2 separate regions of the Zea mays genome follow, and region 1 is linked to region 2. A link is a contact called in public Hi-C data. All regions are on one chromosome and are shown on one strand. The core of a region is the stretch at or near the end of the contact, and the rest is flanking DNA. Distances in the headings are between cores, read along the strand shown.

Region 1 (2,875 bases), core at 239-2,738, 140 kb before region 2:
ACACATGCCTACTAAAATTCTACTCGGTACACTAGTTCAGCTAATTGACTCGAATAGCGAAATAACTCGCCATACTCAACCTGGCTTGATAATTGCAAAGATCGCGAAGTCACGAGAGTTCCGTGACTCACGCAATTTACCGAGCACCTAATGAGCATCGCACTAGCACATTAATTTATTCAACGATAGAACTATTCTGAATAATTCATCAGCTATTATGCATAAGTCCACTAAATTAAATATTTCATTTATCTTGCATTTTAGATCTAAGGGGTACCATATTACGCGGTTATTTCACACGATTACGTTATCGGAGGTGTTGAGGTACTTTAGCAAACATCTAACACAGACACGACGCGTCTGCTAAACACGAGAATTATTACGACTAATAAATCTAGCTAATCTAATTTGATTAACCGAAATAATAAATTGGCTTACCAATACTGATTTGATTCGATATCCGCGAGGGCGATGACAGTTTTCCAGTTTAGATATTTGGTTGAGTCCCAAGAGAGCGGTTACAGGCCTCGCCTCTCTCGAACATCAGAGACTTATCATCCAAAGTAAGTCCGACTTTAAGCTTGCGAGAACGTCGACAGTCTCCGAATAAAATCTTTGATCGAACCCTTGGCGATCATTAAACTAAGCTTCACTTCGACGACAACCAGATCGATATCGGGACTCGACGACAGCGCAACACCACCACGAGATAGAGGCAAACTGGCTACGACGGCTTAGGACATGTGCGGAGGCTGACAGCAGGGGACTTCGCGATGGGTAGCGAGACTCGACGGCGAACGGCGCGACAACGAACTAAGTCGCGGCGAGGTTAACGATAAGATAGGGATTTTAAAGCCGAGCGAGCCGAGAGGGCGCGCTAACAAGCAGGAAACACGACGCGCGGCGAAGGGAGCAGGCGTGGCTGCCATGGGCGAAGTGGCGCGCGGACGGCGAGCAGCAAGGTGACGACGGGCTGCAGCAGGGCGCAGGGGCCAGGCTCGGCCACCAGGGAGCGGGAGAAACGCCGGCGAGCTCGGCAAGCTGCAGGGAGAAGGGAGGAGCTCGCTGGCGAGCACACGGCGGCTATGGAGGACGACGCGCTGGAGCTGAAACCTGCCAGGGACGTGCACGTCCAGCCCCATGGCGCGCGCCTCCGCACGCCCACGCGTTGGCTGCCGCGGCCGACTGCGCTCGCACGGCCAGAAAGTTGAAGCAAGGAAGTTGAGCGCGTGTGAGATAAATAGGGAGAGAGAGAGAGAGGCGAGCAGGAAACCAAGAGAGAGAGCGCAGCGTCGGGGAAGGAGATGAGGACGACGCCGAGCGGAAAAATATCGCGCTGCTGGAGCTGAAGATCGAGTAGAGCGGTGGCGTACGCAGGATGGGCGGCCAGAGACTTCCACAGCGCGCGGCGGAGGGAAGGATCAAGGAAGAAGTCTCGCGTACTGGAGGGATGAGGACCAGCCGACCAGAGCGCTGCGTAGATAGGAAGCAGGGAGCGGTGGTTGGAAGAAATATCAGAACGGCTGGGTACGAGCACAGCGACGGGATAAGGCCAGGCTGAAGATTTTTTATTTTTTTCTTTTTATAAGGAATCACAGGTATTTTTGAATTGTGATTTTTAGCGACGATTAAAGTGTTGACGCGTAAGACGGCAAACAGCTACACACTCTATTTTTCGAATCACGAAACGGAAATCAAAGGAATAACAGCTTAGACGGTTCTGTCCGAATCTCGTTGTGTAATTTTCGTGACTATTCCGGCCACGATGTAAACGGACCAAATTGCAACGAGTTCGGCTTCGGTATTTTAATCTGCTCGCGTGATTAGCCGAAACCAGAGCCGCTAATGTACACGCGATTTTGTCGTCGAAACCGCGTGCTGAAGAATTAATTGGATTATAACCTCACGCACGATTTTTCTCGGACAACGTGCGATACAAATTATTTTGCCTCGAACATTTTAATCGTCGAGTTCTTTTTCATCTGTTCGGAATAAAATCATCCGAGTGGGTCGAGTTTCCGAATTCGCATTCGCGCGAGCGACGAATTTTAATTAATCATCGGACGCACCGATTTTCGAAACAGCTATGTTCCGAACATCACGAAAATTTCGGAAGAGCTCGGACAGATAGAAATAAAAATGATGTCGCGCTCGCGACAAACGAAACAAATGCGATATTAAAATCGCGATAGGCGAAAATGATTAGAATGTAGCATCCATTTTATCCACTGATATTACGTGCTTAGATCCATACCCGTTGTCGAGCAGAATATAAACACCATAGGTGTTACAGCCCTCCCCCCTTAAAAGAATCTCGTCCCGAGATTCGGAGCGAAAGACTTCTAAGGATAGAGAAGTATGTAACCCATGTTCATATCAGCGATAATCGTGAGGCATTTCCAAATAAAGGCGGGTGTCTCAGGATGTTGTTTCTCTAGTGGACATAACATGTATTGCCATAAGCTAATTTAGAGATGTCCAACAATAGAGACATTGTCTGCCAGAAGAACACATAAGGTTCCATGTGTGCAGTTTGCTTTTTCTGATGACACTGCACTATCTGAGTCTGTTGAGCGAGCGGTAAATACGCGATTTTACCCAAACAGAATCAGATGCACCATCTTGGGTAAAACACACAGAAGGAGGCTTACCAACAAGTGGTCACAGTAAGTTCATAGCACACGAGACGGGTGTGAATGTCGAACAACATCACAGTTAACTCGTGTTAGCCAGAGAATCCAAGTCCATAAAAGATGATAGAGATTCGAGAAAATATCAATGGAGAGATCCATTGATGTTGACTTCGCGACCAACCCATTTCATCAAATACTTAGCATGGCTCGACTTGATCACACATGCTGGAAAAGCACACGTG
Region 2 (3,206 bases), core at 276-2,775:
TTTTTATTCTTTTGAGCTAAACCTTTGGCACCTGTAGAATATATAATCTAGAGCAAACTAATTAGTCCAATTATTTGTGTTGGACAATTCAACCACCACTGACCCTATTTTCCTTTCACCTCACACGTGACCGAGAGTGACATCTGTTCCACCCTAAATCGATTAGAGCGATTCCAACCCAAGCCACTACTTTATATAGCCTCTAGCCCTTTACACCATCAAGAAAATATCAATATTAATTAACTGGATTTAATACCCATACCCATCTTCTCTAATTGTGTCTTGGACATCGTGTTGAAACTCAAGTCTTATGTAATACCTATTTTTTTACTTTTTCTTCGTTTAATTGATTGTCATATCATCTTTTAGTTTATGTAACAATTGAATTAAGGCCATGTTTGGTTTCTTTAGTCTAAGGACTAAAGTTTAGTTAGGGGACTAAAGTTTAGTCCCTAACATGTTTGGTTCTAGAGGCTAAAAATAGTAAGAATATACTAAATGACTCATAAGAAGACTAAAATGATCTTTAACATTCTCCTGCTATTAGTACAATTGAACTAAACGAGGGTAAATGTGAAATTAATATGGTTTAGTCCTTTTTAGCACATATTTGAAGGACTAAAGGCTAAATCATTGTAGTTCATATTTTAGTCCTAGTGTTTGGCAAAAAATAGACTAAATAAGACTAAAAACTAGAGACTAATCTTTAGTCCCTCTAACCAAACACCCCCTAATATTATAAAAACTGTATGACGTGAATAGTTGGGAGTTGGGACTGCTCCTAGGAACCCGATTCGTCGTCGGTTAATTCTTGACCCCGCCCCAGGGTCTAATTTAGAAACGATGATGATGTTTTGTCCGCTGGGCGTACGTGCCGTGCCAGTAATTCATGTCACATGGCTTATCGGCACGTCCCTCTCCGGCGCCCCGCGCCTGCCTAATCTTTATCCGTTCGAATTCTGGCGATCGTGATGCCTAGCCACTAAGGAAAAAAATTTGGTGCAGCACTGCTGCAAACCAGAGTGTTTGCATCCCCTCACAAAAAAGAGGATAGACCCTACTCGCAGCAACAAAAATGTTATCTGGTGGATCTGCAGGTGGGGTCTATCATCCTTTTTGTGAGAGGCTGTAAACCACTCTGGTTTGCAGCAGTGCTGCACCAAATTTTTTTCGGGCACGGAAAAAAATTTGGTGCAGCACTGCTGCAAACCAGAGTGTTTGCAGCCCCTCACAAAAAAGAGGATAGACCCTACTCGCAGCAACAAAAATGTTATCTGGTGGATCTACAGGTGGGGTCTATCATCCTTTTTGTGAGAGGCTGTAAACCACTCTGGTTTGCAGCAGTGCTGCACCAAATTTTTTTCGGGCACTAATGCCACCGGCAGCATTTAACGTCTGTAAAAAAAGAACTAACCATGGAGTAGTACATTTTTTTTAAACCCGGCCACAGGGCCCACCCACAGGGGCACTACGTACCTGGACGTCTGGTTGGTTGTCAGTTGTCACTTCGCAGAGTCTGGCAAATTCAGAAGTCTCGGCGCGCAGCGCACCCGTGCTTTATTAGCGACAATAACAACCAGTCCAGTCTCCTGTGAGAGATAGACTCGTGTTTTTCCTTGGCTGCTTTCAAAAGTTTGACTTGGAGTAGCATGGACAGGCAGTGATGAAAGAAAAAAAGCTCCAGATTTTCTACAGACTACTACAGCAACGTTTCAACAACAACAACAAACAAAAATCTATAGCTGACTCTGGCTTACTACTCTTGTCTGTGGTAAGTGCAAAAAGGATTTGTAGAGGGCCCAAACCCACGTCCTCCTGTAATACGTGGGCCGTGGCCCGACGGAACGACAGGCGGAGCCACAGGCCGGGTTTGTTCACAGGCCGTTCGGTTCTCAGGTGTTGGGCCTGCCACCATCAAACTGGTCCTCCTAGAAGGCCCGTTCATGCATGATGGCCTACGCGTGGCCCGTTGCACCGCATGCGGGGACTCCTGGTTTGCGGCCCGTACAAAATAAGCCTAACACTGCCATCCCAATTCATGTCCCCGTAAAATATTAGGCTAGAGCTAGAAGAAGAAAAAAAAAAGTCTATTTTACCGCCCTTGTGGTTACTAAAATAATCAGTTTTCCCTCTCTATCTCTCGTCTATAAGGGCTAGTTTGGAAGTCTAAATACCGAAGGTGATTGGATCCACTCCAATTTTCTCCGGTTTTGTGGCTCTCAAACTAGCCCTAAAACTAGACACGGCTATTTTCTCATCTATCAAAATTGGACACATGACCTTCTTGACTGTTTCCACCAGAAGTTTTTTTACATATTTGTTTTGGTTGGATCTTTAAAAATCGCAGTAGATAATAAAGTGGGGAAAATTTCTTATTATGTTGAATTCAACAGTAGATTTATACGGTGACCGTATGATATAATATGCTTTATATTGCTGTATAACAAACCAGGATACGCAGTGTACAAAAACAGAGAATTTAATAAGAGAGCGAGGCATAGATTAGCGGTCGCGTTGAACCTGAACACGACCGCCTATGAGACAGCATGGGAGCAGTTAGAGAGATATTTGCAAAGCATGGAAACCATCTTGGCAACATATAAATGTTCATATTAAAAACAGTTGTTCGAACTGCTGTACCATGAACTGCTGTACCATTTGATGATGTGTGCTGAATGTAAATTGGATGGCTATCGCTACTACAGGATGTTTGAGATGGCTCCGGCTCTGGTATGGACCTGTATTTTATAATATCAATTTAAATAGTTTTAAAAATGTTTAATCTAAATAATAAACAAATAACTTATGTCTTCTAAAGGCTAGAGCACCTAATGACCTGCTCCACCAAATTTTATGAAGTTAGAGCTGTCCTAAACGTGGTCTTTATAAAGCACAAGTTTCCACAATTTCACGGTCCCAAACATGGTCTATATAAAATCACCGGTTTCCATTATTTCACGGTTTGCACCGTCGTCATGCCCCTCTCACACGCATTTAAATGTTAAAAAAACTAAAACTATACACAAATGAGAATTTGAACTATGATTGTTGGTTTTAAACCTACATTCATCGCTTGCCCGCACATGTACGTCGCTCGCCGCGTCCTTTGCCTCGACCAAGTGAGCGCGCATGTGGTACTCCATCCTCTCCCCTCATCCATGAATTGGAGGGAGAGGGAGACCTTCACGTATCAACTAGTCTAACTC

What was found. A called contact is a pair of places that touch in the nucleus more often than the background predicts.
Region 1: a contact with region 2 is called in a Hi-C map of ear, with 4 times the contacts expected there. The contact joins two enhancer-like sites. A contact is called at or near these places in 2 of 25 Hi-C or Micro-C datasets (ear and tassel).

The regions. Positions count from the first base shown.
Region 1 is chr8:10,862,809-10,865,683 of Zm-B73-REFERENCE-NAM-5.0, reverse strand. No RefSeq gene overlaps it. Among protein-coding and RNA genes, the nearest start is that of MIR159a, 51 kb to the right of the region's middle. Within about 2 kb of position 1,488, at least 5 of the 20 cell types and tissues checked have an H3K27ac peak or open chromatin away from gene starts, as enhancers often do. A contact at or near this core is called in ear and tassel, where this site is marked.
Region 2 is chr8:10,725,145-10,728,350 of Zm-B73-REFERENCE-NAM-5.0, reverse strand. No RefSeq gene overlaps it. Among protein-coding and RNA genes, the nearest start is that of LOC100194121, 6.7 kb to the right of the region's middle. Within about 2 kb of position 1,525, at least 17 of the 20 cell types and tissues checked have an H3K27ac peak or open chromatin away from gene starts, as enhancers often do. A contact at or near this core is called in ear and tassel, where this site is marked.